Linked DNA regions of Zea mays: region 1 is linked to region 2. Evidence: chromatin contacts called from public Hi-C data. All regions are on one chromosome and are shown on one strand. Each heading gives the region's core, a stretch centred on a gene start, on an enhancer-like site or on the middle of the called end of the contact. The rest is flanking DNA. Distances are from core to core; before and after follow the strand shown.

Region 1 (6,011 bases), core at 250-2,749, 160 kb after region 2:
TTGCCTATTGACATGTTGATCAGGCAGACATGGCTGAAGAAGATGCAATCCAAAACGGCCTCTGTACATCAAATATTTATATTATCTGATCACAAGAGCTAATGACTTGCATCGAGTTGAGTCCTTACTTCGAGAACAAAACAACTCATGAGATCTATTGTTTCCGAAGTGCGCTGGTGCTTTTGGTTCACCAAGCTCCACCAAAAGGCAGGGGGGCATATGTTGAGCACCAAAAGTGGCGGACGGTCCGGCCCTTGGGCCTGGACAGTCCGTGTGCCCCGCGATTAGATGAAATCGGGTGATTGTCCTTATCTCGTGTGTGGTTATTCATCTAATCACGTAGGAGTTGTTGGCTATCGCCTAGGAACATGCCCAGACCTTCTCCCCTAAAAATATAAAGGGGTACGACCGATTGAGAAGCTCACGAACACATTCCAATCGAACATATCTATTTTATTTACTTTTCCTGCCCTATGAGTAGATGTAACGTAGTTGTAGCCTTCCGCATATCCACCTCGACCCCTATTCGACTCTACGTCGTCTAGATCTGTCCTGGGGTGGCTTGTCGACCCTAGGATCTTACCCCTCCTAAGGGCAAGATTTACTTCGTCTACTTCACTCAAGATCTCTTCCTCAAATTGATCTCTTAATTCCTAGGCGTCTCTACGTCGTCTAGAGATGCCCCGGGTGACCTGCTGACCCGGAGCACCCTAAGGTCTCTCCTCCTCCAGGGGGCGGGATTTAGGTCCTACGAGAAGAAGACGATCTTACGCCATCACGGATCGTCAGGCCCAGAGCGCGGACCGTCCGAACAGCACACATGGAAGAAGCCGCTCCTATCGCTAGCTCGCGGACCGTCCGCGTTGCCGCAACGAGCACCGCCGGGCGACCCGTCGTGGACCACCGCCACTGTTCACCTCGCGGAGCCAAAACCAATGTATTGCTCATCACGAGAAGGCCATATGGTTCGTTGCTGTTTGGTCCCAAATATGTGGTGACTATCATAGATATGTTGCTCCACCTCCAAGATAACCACTTTATTCGACCCTATATCATCTAAAGGTGTAAGTACAGTCAGACGGTTCATTATAGTGTTTGGTGACAAAAAGTCGCCAACATAAGTTATATGATAATATTTATATGTGACATGATAATATGATAAAACTCGCTGTGGGCTAATATAAATAAAATTGCTCTGCCTATATCCTTTAATTGATCATATCATTATTAAAAATATTCCCGAGACAAACCACGGTATAGCGACTACCGGAAACACGTCGTAGAAACTAGAAACAGAGGTGGAGACCGTGTACTGTGGGCCCGGGTGTGGAACACGCAGGCTGGGGCGCGGGGCCACGTGGCCCAGGGGACGGAAGCGTCGCGAGGCGCGGTCTCGTGTCCACTCAAGTGGTGGCCGGAGCACGGAGCTGTTTCGTTTCCGCTCGCAGGCAGGCACAGCGCCAAGCGGCGACCGAGAGTCCGAGACCCATTCCCATCCACGCGACCACGCTGCCGTTCTCTCCCCTTCCTCCCCGTCGCTTCCATTCCCGTCCCTCACAATCTCACCCCCGCCAGCCGAGCCCCAACCCTAACGAAATTTACACCTGCTTCGTCGGCGTGAGCGGTCTTAGGCGCCGGGCGTCGCTGCGGTCCAGCGGTGTCGGATCCGGGTCCCGCGCCGTTAGGTCGAGGTTTCTTCGGCGACGGTGCAGCCGCTGGATGTTAGTCTGGCAGATCGGGGCCGAGGTAATTTCCACGAACTTAGGGGGCACCTTTTCGCGTTGGTGCTCAAAATGGAGAATTTCGGTGCCGTTCGGGCAGGTAGCTCCTGATGAATTGTGAGTTTTAATAGGTGCTACCTTCTCATCTGTTATCCTAGTGATCTGTAATCTTTGCATATGATTCAAGTGTGATGTAGTATTGGTTTTACCTGATATTGTGTTAGTTCCTGCCACAAATTCGTCAGGTAGATTTAATTTACCATCGGCTCTTTCGTGATTTATCAGTTAAATATCGAAACATTTAGTTACTTATCGACGGGGGAAAAATTACACGGAGAATAATTGTTGCTTGAAGGCAATATAATCATGACCTGTCGAATTGCGCATCGTATTGTATTCTGGCTTTGCTTTAATTGGATACCGATCAATAAAATACTATACAGGCTAGTTTGGGAACCCCATTTTCCCAGAGATTTCCATTTTCCCAAGGGAAATTAGTTCATTTTTCCTTGGGAAAATAGAAATCGCTTAGAAAATGGAATTCTCAAACTAGCTCTACTTGTTCCATCCTGCCATGGTTTTGCACAGTGCTTATTCGGCAGTAAGAATAGTTGCGATATGCTATTTTGTTGTTTGGGGTGAAGGATCTGGCCTTTGAGTGAACTTTGGTTTTGGAATATCTTGTTGCTGGTCTACCTAACAGTTGCTTTCTTCCTCCACACATTTTCATCCGACTGTAGTTAGCCAGCTTCCCTAACTTTGTGCCTTCAATTATAAACAAACATCTACTTTTGATTATTTTTAGCTTTCTTATTGTGAATAAGTGAAGTGGTTGCTTTATAGATGTTGGGGGCTGTTTGGTTTGTGGCTAAACCTGCCACACTTTGCCTAAGGTTAGTCGTTCGAATTGAATAACTAACCTTAGGCATAAAAGTTAGGCAAAGTGTGGCAAGTTAGTCATCAAACCAAACAGACCCTTGATGTTCCCACCTCTTAAGTATTTAGGGATGTATGAGAAATGCAAATGTACTAAAAACATGGTACTAGTGTTCTTCCATTTGCTACAACATTTGTTTTCTCCATACACTTCTGCCTACCCAAATAAATTCAAATACAGCAGAAACACGTAGTATTTTGTTTTTTTATATCCTAAATTCCTAATTTGGACTTATGGCCCCCTATCTGATCATTCTTGTCTTGTTGGACTCATTAGTTTATCTTTCTCCTTTTGTGACTTCGTCACGTTCCATTGCCTCTCTCCAGTCCCTTCAGTAGTCCAACCCCTGCAATATGCTGCCCAATTCGTTGTGGATTGCATTTGTAGTACTCCCTGCATTCTAAATTATAGGACGTCTTGGCTTTTCTAGATACATAGCTTTTATTATTTATCTAGACATAGTGTATCTAGAAAAACGAAGATGTCTTATAATTTGGAACCTAGGGAATAGATTCCTAAAGGCTACAAGATTATCATGTGCATTTCTATTCGACAAATAATAATAATTCCAATCATACTGGTTCTTTTGATGATCTTGTTGTGGATGCCCCTTAGCTTCCTCTTTGGGGGTGTTTTCTTCTGTCTATGTGGTACCCCTAGCTCCCTCTGTAGGCTTAGAGTGCACATGTCTATACTACATACTATCGTGTTTAACTTTATACTAAGTTTTTGCTCATTTCTTTATTGAAGACGACCTTATTATTGTTATTGTATCCCTGTACAGCTAGGCAGTGTTGGGTTGTAAAATTTGTATCGCGTGAATGAACTCAGAGCATCTCAATGTTAAAACTGTAAAAGGGGCAGACCTGGTGCCAGAGGCTCCCACATGAGTGGGTTCTAGGGAAGGGATAATCCGAAGCAAGCCTCCCCCCTGCAAATGCAGAGATGTGGCTTTGAACCCGTGACCTGGTGACTCAGTGAGACACCTCTCACCACTGCAACGGGCGTGTCCTTCCTCAGCGTTAAAACTGAGCATATTAATTCCCCTGCTTAAGCAATATGGGAGCTAATTGCTGCGTTGCTGCAAAGGAGAGGACACAGCCGTGCATCACTCCTATAGAAGTATCGACATACAGGAATGTGAGGCGCTCGCCATCATGGAACATTCGATGGGACAATCGCACACATATAGAAGACATAATGGATATTCCTACTCTGTTCTCCAACCATAGTAGTGGAAGCATTCATCCTGATACAAAGAGTGGTTCCATTGCTCCAACTGAAGGGTTCTCTAATGGAAATAGCCTTGGAACTAGCCCTTCCAATGTGTTCCATGGAGCAAAGTGGCACAAATCTGATAAAAAAATGGAAGCACGCAAGGTTACAAAGTCTGATTCTCGAGGTAGTGCACAGTTTGATGCTATGGCTTATGCTTTCATTAAGCAAAATCCTTTATACTCCATTACTCCCTCCATTCCAATTATAAGATGTTTCGTTTTTTCTAGATACATAGCTTTTGCTATGCACATAAATATACACTATGTCTAGATACATTGTAGAAACAATGTATCTAAAAAATTCAAAATGTCTCATAATTTGGAACAGAGGGAGTATAATTGTAATCCCCTAACCTGATGGACTTTGTTTACTGATTTTTACTTATTTTCAGCTGATCGCTCCACAGCAAGTAACTCTTCTCCTGAGGTATGCAACATTAAGCTACCTGCCAAGTTGTTACCTTCTAGGTTCCATGCAATGGTAATACCGATGCATTTGTTGTCTGACATCTTTTTTGTAATATGTGCAGACAAAGCTTTCCAGGAAATCACTGGACATATCAAGTGTTGCTTCAGATTTGAAGACTTCAGTGTCTGTTCCTTCAACGCCACCCTTAGTATCCAGAGCAGATCCGTCATCCTCCAAGGGGCATTCTCAACCTACAGATTCAGATTTGATGAAGAAAGCATGGCGGTCACCAGGGTATCAATTATACAGACAGGTTTCGGACAGTAAAATTCCATCTCTCAGATCTCTCAATGAGATAAGGTCTCCTGAAGGAAGGCCTCCCTCTTCCATGTTATCAGCCTGCAGCAACGACTTGTCAGCAGCAGGATCCTATGGTGAGTCATCCGATGGTTGGTCAATGCGCACATTTTCTGAAATGGTCTCAACATCCCAAAGAGAGAGGTGGTCACTTGACAGTGAGCTCTTGGGATCCATTTCTAGTAAAATGACAAGATCAAGTGCTTCGAGTTCTACTACACGCCCCCCTGACCAAGACGTGTGCAAGCTGTGTTTAAAGCTGCTAAAGGAGAGATCGACATGGAACGCGCAGGAGCTGGCTGTTGTTGCTGTTTTGTTGTGTGGACATGCATACCATGCTGACTGTCTGGACAGCATAACTACAGAAGCTGACAAATATGATCCTCCATGCCCTGTGTGCACGCACGGTGAGAAATTTTCAGTGAAGCTATTTGGGAAGCTGGAATCAAAGATCAAGAACAAGATACCAAAAAATGTGTCAGTTGATATTAATCTAGATGGGAATAGTAGTAATAAGCACCAGAAGAAAGGTAGAAGAGAGCCCAGGTTAGGTACAAGTTCAAGCATGAAGGTCCCATTTAGTCGTCCATTTTTGAGGAGACATTTCTCCATTGGATCTCGACCACCTCGGTCGGTCTCAGAAACTGATTCCACAAGAAAGAAGGGATTCTGGGCAAGACACTGGGAGAGAGTAGAATAGAATCCAATTGTCGTTAGGTGGGTTGGTCTCAATTATTATGTTTTGGTAAGTTCAATTTCATATAGCAGATTACTAGTCCTATTCCTTTTGTCATCATGGAACAGTTTAAAGCAGGTTACTAAAATTCAAACTAGTGTCGAATTTGGAATGTCATGTCATCTCTGAACAGTTTAAAGCCGACAATAGCATGATTAATTGAATTTGTGTTCTTTCCACAGGAAGGATCTTTAAGAAGAGGTGAACTCCTCAGCATGCAAGCTAGTGGAGGTGAACTCCCCAGTATACAAGGGCTGCCGAGCAACCAACATATTTGGAAGTTTCTCTCAGCCATCGTATTCTGATACTGGTGCAGAGCGCACAACAAGGTTTCTTATACCATGCGAGGCAGGGTCGTTGTAGGCCCCGCTTGCATCTAAGTAATAGTAGTATCGATCTAACAGAAACGGTGTGGCCTTCCTGGATTTAAGGCCCAATGCTGGGTTATAAGATTACACAACCAGCATGCTAGATTATTTACTGTACCCGCAGTTTTTTTAATTATTGGCTAAGGTATTTGTTGGTGGTTGATGGAATGCGTTTAATTTGAAGGCTTTAGTGGTACTGTAGAACT
Region 2 (6,113 bases), core at 2,924-5,423:
ATAAAAAAAACTTTTATATAGTAGGTACAACCAAATCTAATGAAACCTAGTTTTAATCTAACTTTTTCTCGACAGTCCATTGCTCAGCCCGCTCTCCATACAAGTAGTTCGATTCCTTCCTCTAGCGGCTAGCTACTCGACCTACTCGTGGTTCGATCACTCCTTCGGTCATGACTAGATCGGTAGTGGGTGGCTAGACCCGTCCGCTATCAGTGTCACCTTGTCTTCTCGTCACTCGTTAGTTCATCGCGTTGTTGGGATCCCACACGCAGCGCCGCTACTTTGTCTCCTATTCCGCATCGACTGGTGGGCAAGCTATTGGTGGGATCCTGCATTGGCACCATGGGGCCACCACCATCTACCCTCACTATGTCACCAGGGTCCCACCACGTCGTCGCAATGCAACAATTGTTGTCGCTTGCCACTGCCTACATCCGTTGCCCTCGCTGCCCCTCGCATGTTGCTGCCTCATCATCGCCATTTTAAGGCAAACTCACCACAATGACGCGTCAATGTGGCCGCTTCACCCGCCTTTCTGTAGGGTGACCAAAATGATTTTCTAATATTCATATCATTTTAGAACGCTCCTAGTATTATCACCTAACCTTATTATTATCATGAAGCTGTTTTTATCTAGTCGTCTAGTATTGTGGTTTGTCTCTTACGGTGTCGCTCCACCTAAAATTTTATTCTGCGTCCGCCACTGCACCGACTGTGTTATTTCTAGTGGCGGTTCCTTAAGAAAACCGCCACTAGAAATCGTATTTCTACTGGCGGTTCCTTAAGAAAACCGCCAGTAGAAATCCATGATTTGTAGTGGCGGTTTTCTTAAGGAACCGCCACTAGAAATCATTTTTATCCTTAATTTTTCGAGTTTTTCAAACGGCCTCGTATGACAAAACCACCAAAATAAAAGTTGTAGATCTCTAAAAGTTATGAAACTTTGTAGTTGACAACTTTTTTGTTTGAACTCATTTCGGTTCTCAAAAATTGAATCTAAGTATGTCAAATTTAAAATTCAAATTTTGCAAACTACCTCGGATGAAAAAAGTGTCAAAATAAAAGTTGTAGAACTTTAAAAGTTATTTATCTTTGTAGTTGACAACTTTTTTATTTGAATTCGTTTAGAGTCTCAAATAAGCAATTTACACTCAAATGGTTGTAATATGTGAAGAAAACAACTACAAACTAGACACAAGACATGTCATAGACGGAGTGGTAAGGAAGGGTATGCGCGAGGGTGAGGTCGACGGTTCGAATACTAACAACCGCGTAGCGCACGAATTTTGCGCGAAAAATGCCGCGACTTGCGGTTGGGGTGGGCCTAATAAAAATAATTTTTTTAACTATTTTTAGAATATGTTTTATGTTTCCTGGAAACGATTTGCACTGGCGGTTTTATTACGTCGCCCGCCAGTGAAAATCGATTTTCACTGGCGGTTTTATTACGCCGACCGCCAGTGAAAATCGATTTTCACTGGCGGTCCTCAGTTACCCGCCTGTAAAAATGATGATTTCTACTGGCCCCTAGCACTGGCGGTTACGAAAAACGCCACTATAAATAGGTTTACAACCGCCACTATAGAACTTCTCTGTACTAGTGTTATAACGGGTTGAGACCTCCCCATTATATAAACGAAGAGGTACGACTGATTGACACCTTCTGAGACAACAGTGCTACCACAAGGGTGGAATGAGACTCCCTTGACCAATTAATTAGGGAAGCTAGTGAGTGATTACCTTACTCAAAAGGGGCAAGCGTGGAGTGAATCACTGCAGAGTATAGGGAGATCAAGGGGGTCGATCTGTCTGTGATAGCTTTTCAGACGAGAGATTCCTATACTCCCTTTTGCCTGAAACAGTGCTACTAGTGCTGGGAATTTGGGTCGGGCTTTTCGGGCCAGCACGAGCACGACCCGAAAATAAGAGCCCAAAGCACGGCCCGACACGAAGTAATATGAGCCGGGCTAGCATGACCCGAAGGCGGGCCTGGGCCAGGCCTCAAATTCCGACCTATCGGGCCCCCAGCACGGCCCGCATAGATAAGCCGGGCTTGGGCCGGCACGGCCTAATTGAGACCAATCTATTTAATTTCTTTAATTTAGTAAGATATCGACTTTATATTGTTGTTATATTTGGAGTTTATGTGGTTAAACGATGTTATAATTGTTTAATATCTTTAATTTAGTAAGCTATATACTTTATATGGTTATAATATTTTGATTTTATGTGGTCAAATATACGGGCCGGGCTTGGGCCGACACGGCCCAACGAAGGCACGACATGGTTTAGGGCCAGGCTGGGCCACTGTTTTTACACTTCGGGCTGGCACAGCACGACCCAAAAATTGTTTGGGCTTTCCTGGCCCGAACCCGTTTGGCACGAAGCACGATGGGCTTGGACCGGACTGGCCCGGCCCGACCCAATTCCCAGCACCTACCACCAGAGCATTGCTTGAGCCTCTCGCATGATTTAAATGATGGAACTAAACTTAACTTGACATATGCATTGTATGATGTGATATTTCATCTATAATCTCTTATTTAATTGGGATCGTATTTACTTATACTTTGTAATTGCTAATAAAATTTTGATCAACAAAGTTAAAAACAATGCTCTGTCTTAACCATATTCCTTGGTAAGTCTTACACTACACTTTTACCCACACTTGTTGAGCGATGACCGTATGTGATTTTTACCCACACTTGTTGAGCGATGACCGTATGTGAGCTCACTCTTTCTATAATCACAGCAGGTCAGGAACATGTACCGCTAGAGAAGGATCATGAAGATGTGTTCAGAGAGGTTTATATCGTCGTCACCCAGTCAACGGTGTATTTTATTTAGTTATTTTTGTACAGAAATTATATTAAGTGATAAATATATGATATTGTTTTCTGTATCATGAGTTATCATATGTGTGAGATTTGATTCTAACACGTATTTAAGATACATTTGAATTTATCCTTAATTCCAAATGTGACATGTCGGGCCGGCCCAAACACACTTCCATTCGGACTGGACCGTTCTCATGTTGGGCCGCTACAGTGCCAGGCCACGTGCCCGTTGCTAGTTCGGAAAGTATACTGCCCTGAGATAATGCCCTAGTAGATGAGAGCGCGACGCCAATTGAGACCCTGTTCAAGTTCAACGTTTGATACCTTTTTCTTTCATGAAGTCAAGGCTACGCGGAAGGCCAGCATGCCGACAACGCCGGCCCAAGGCCACGCACGGCCCACGGGCTAGCTGATTGCGATCGACTTGCGAGATGTCGGTACTACTAGCTGCTTGCTGGGATTGTCGTCAATGCTGCCTGCCATGTACGTACCATAATTTCGAATTACTTGCAACTGCAACTCTGCTGCAGTTGCAAGTGCAGTACTGCAATGACAGGTAGACACTATCAGTCTCACGTTTCAACTACTAAATAAACAAAAGAAGGAATTATGTTCGACTGTAAGAACTAGTTTAGGAGTTTAAGAATCGGAGGCGATTGAATGGGTTAAAATCTCCTCTTTATTCAAATTTGAATAAGGAAGAGATTTTAACCTCTTGAATCCCTAAGCGAGAAAATTCCGTCCGGCAGAAGGCCGCTCTACTAACTGCTAGTCTAACCACCGCTCTACTAACTGCTAGTCTAACTACTAACAGCAGGTGGGGAGCTCAATGCACTGTGCCACTGTGGTACAATAATACAATTCAATCTAGATGTACCCGTGTTAGTTCGTACTTCCTGCGCCACTATGTCCATCCTACTACTGAATCATATATACGTACAAGGACGCATCTAGACTCTAGAGTGGGTGAAGCTACTGCCACCACTTCATGCTGTACATTTACCAAGATTTATTTAGGATGTGTTTGGTTGAATGTACAAGGAGGGATGAAATAAGACGACCATATTTTCTATAATATTTGGACAGGAGTCACGTGGTCACATTTTTGATGGGAAGGCAGACATAGCCTTTACAAAATGAAACTTGATGATCTCATGTGGAGGGGGGGGGGGGGGGGGGGGGGTTGGACTAATAATAGACGCGACGTGAAGGGTTTAGGCAGCTGGTCACTCATGGCAATAATAGGACATGAGACAGTAGTGGCAAACAGACAAGTAACAAAAACTATACAGAAGCAACCTCTAAATCAGGTACACCTGACGCAAACTGCTGACGCTTTCCAGAAGTGGAGTGGATGGAGTGACCCATAGTGGAATCACACATGAGCGTCTATAAATAGGAAGCAGAAATCACCCCACAACAGCAGCATCCAAGAACCCACCCATGGCTTCAATCAACACAGTCCTCGGTGCAATCTTCGTTGCTTCCTTCTACTTCTGTGGCTCCCTTGCCTTCTTCCCTCCTGGTCCTGGTCACCACCACGAGGGAGCCCACCACCCTCCAATCGGAAGTGCTCCAATCCCAGGTCTTTCTACAGACTACTACAGGTTGACATGCCCGCAAGCTGACGAGACTGTGGCGCCCATACTGAAGAAGGCTATCGCAAAGGAACCACGGGTAGCTGCCTCCCTTCTCAGGCTCCTCTTCCATGACTGCTTTGTCCAGGTTAGCAGCACGGTCTCATGTTCTCTATTTGGTCAATCGTCTCTTTTGTCCCGGCCGTGGTTCATGCGATGAAACTAATCGCACTATCGCAGGGCTGCGATGCGTCGGTTCTTTTGGATGACGCTGAGGAAGTCGTGAGCGAGAAAAACGCTATCCCCAACAAGGATTCCATTAGGGGGTTTGAGGTCATAGACGAGATCAAAGCTGCACTCGAGGAAGCATGTCCGCAGACAGTGTCCTGTGCTGACACTGTCGCCCTGGCAGCCAGAGGTTCGACAGTGCTGGTAAGAAATAAATCTCTCTAGCTAAATTCAAGTGATGGCATTGACAACAACCTGCAGTAGCTAGTTTTACATGAGTAGAAAATGTAAGGGATTTCCCACAAAAAAACATGTTTTATTTCCTTTAGTCTTGGTCCAGTTGTTATATTTAATCGATATAATTAAGCTTCTTCTCACCTGACAGAGTGGTGGACCGTACTGGGAGCTTCCATTAGGAAGGAGGGACTCAAGGACAGCAAACATGAAGCTAGCAAACAAGAACCTTCCTCCACCAAACGCAACACTGCACCGTCTCATCAAGTTCTTCCGAAGGCAAGGGCTGGACAAGGTGGACCTTGTGGCACTATCAGGAAGCCACACCATTGGAAGTGCCAGATGCGTGAGTTTCAAGCAACGGCTCTACAACCAGCACAGAGATAACAGACCGGACAGCACGCTAGAGACGAGTTTCTACCACACGTTGGCGTCGGCGTGCCCACGCGCCGGTGGCGACGGCGAGATACGGCCACTGGATCTCGTCAGCCCTTCGCGATTTGACAACAGCTATTATAAGCTGGTACTGGAGGGGAAAGGGCTTCTCAATTCGGACGAGGTTCTGTGGACAGGAAGAGACCCCGAAATTGCAGGCCTAGTCAAGAGTTATGCCGAAGACGAGGCGCTGTTCTTTGAGCACTACGTGAGTTCAGTAACCAAAATGGGGAACATAAATCCCCTCACGGGTCACGATGGAGAAATCCGCAAGAACTGCCGTAGGGTCAATCAGGAGATCTAGTCGTTGAAAGGCTTCAGTTTCAGTCAGGTTCCTTTGCTTATGACGGGAAATTTCATTCACATGATGTCAACTGTAAGGCCACTATTTTCAATGAAATGTATCTCATCATCTTCTTTTGCTCTAAAATAGTGCGTTTATTAAGACAACGTTTGGTTCCAGAGTAACGTGGGACGGAGTCACTCTGCTTCTAATCTGTTCTTGTTTGAATTGGTTCCATATAGGATCTAAAAATGAAATACTATGCTCAAATATTGAACCATTTGACTCCCTGAATTTTTCGGACGGCGTCGTTCCATTCTAATTGGCTCTATAACCAAATGCTAACTAAGTCATTCATTGCATAATCATGTCCTTAGCTTCTACTCCACTAAAATTTAGGTGACATTTTGGGGCTGGACTTAACAACCAAGGACTAATGAGCCTTTTTGTTTCCGCTTATAATCAGATTCTCAGTCAACTGAGAACTGTCTGCACTTATCTGTGTTCTTGTTTTCTGAT

The links. Hi-C and Micro-C count contacts between places; a contact is called where the count stands out from the background.
Region 1: a contact with region 2 is called in a Hi-C map of ear, with 1.9 times the contacts expected there. The contact joins the promoter of LOC100274198 here to the promoter of LOC103636702 in region 2. A contact is called at or near these places in 2 of 25 Hi-C or Micro-C datasets (ear and leaf).

What each region holds. Positions count from the first base shown.
Region 1 is chr8:4,850,223-4,856,233 of Zm-B73-REFERENCE-NAM-5.0, forward strand. LOC100274198 reads left to right here and starts at 1,500. Exons shown (of 5, transcript NM_001148570.1): 1 at 1,500-1,821; 2 at 3,443-4,060; 3 at 4,328-4,362; 4 at 4,466-5,446; 5 at 5,620-6,011. The coding sequence starts at 3,718. The coding sequence ends at 5,401.
Region 2 is chr8:4,684,426-4,690,538 of Zm-B73-REFERENCE-NAM-5.0, forward strand. It overlaps LOC103636702 (peroxidase 9), which reads left to right and starts at 4,174. Exons shown (of 3, transcript XM_020542838.2): 1 at 4,174-4,562; 2 at 4,655-4,846; 3 at 5,028-5,806. The coding sequence starts at 4,281. The coding sequence ends at 5,615.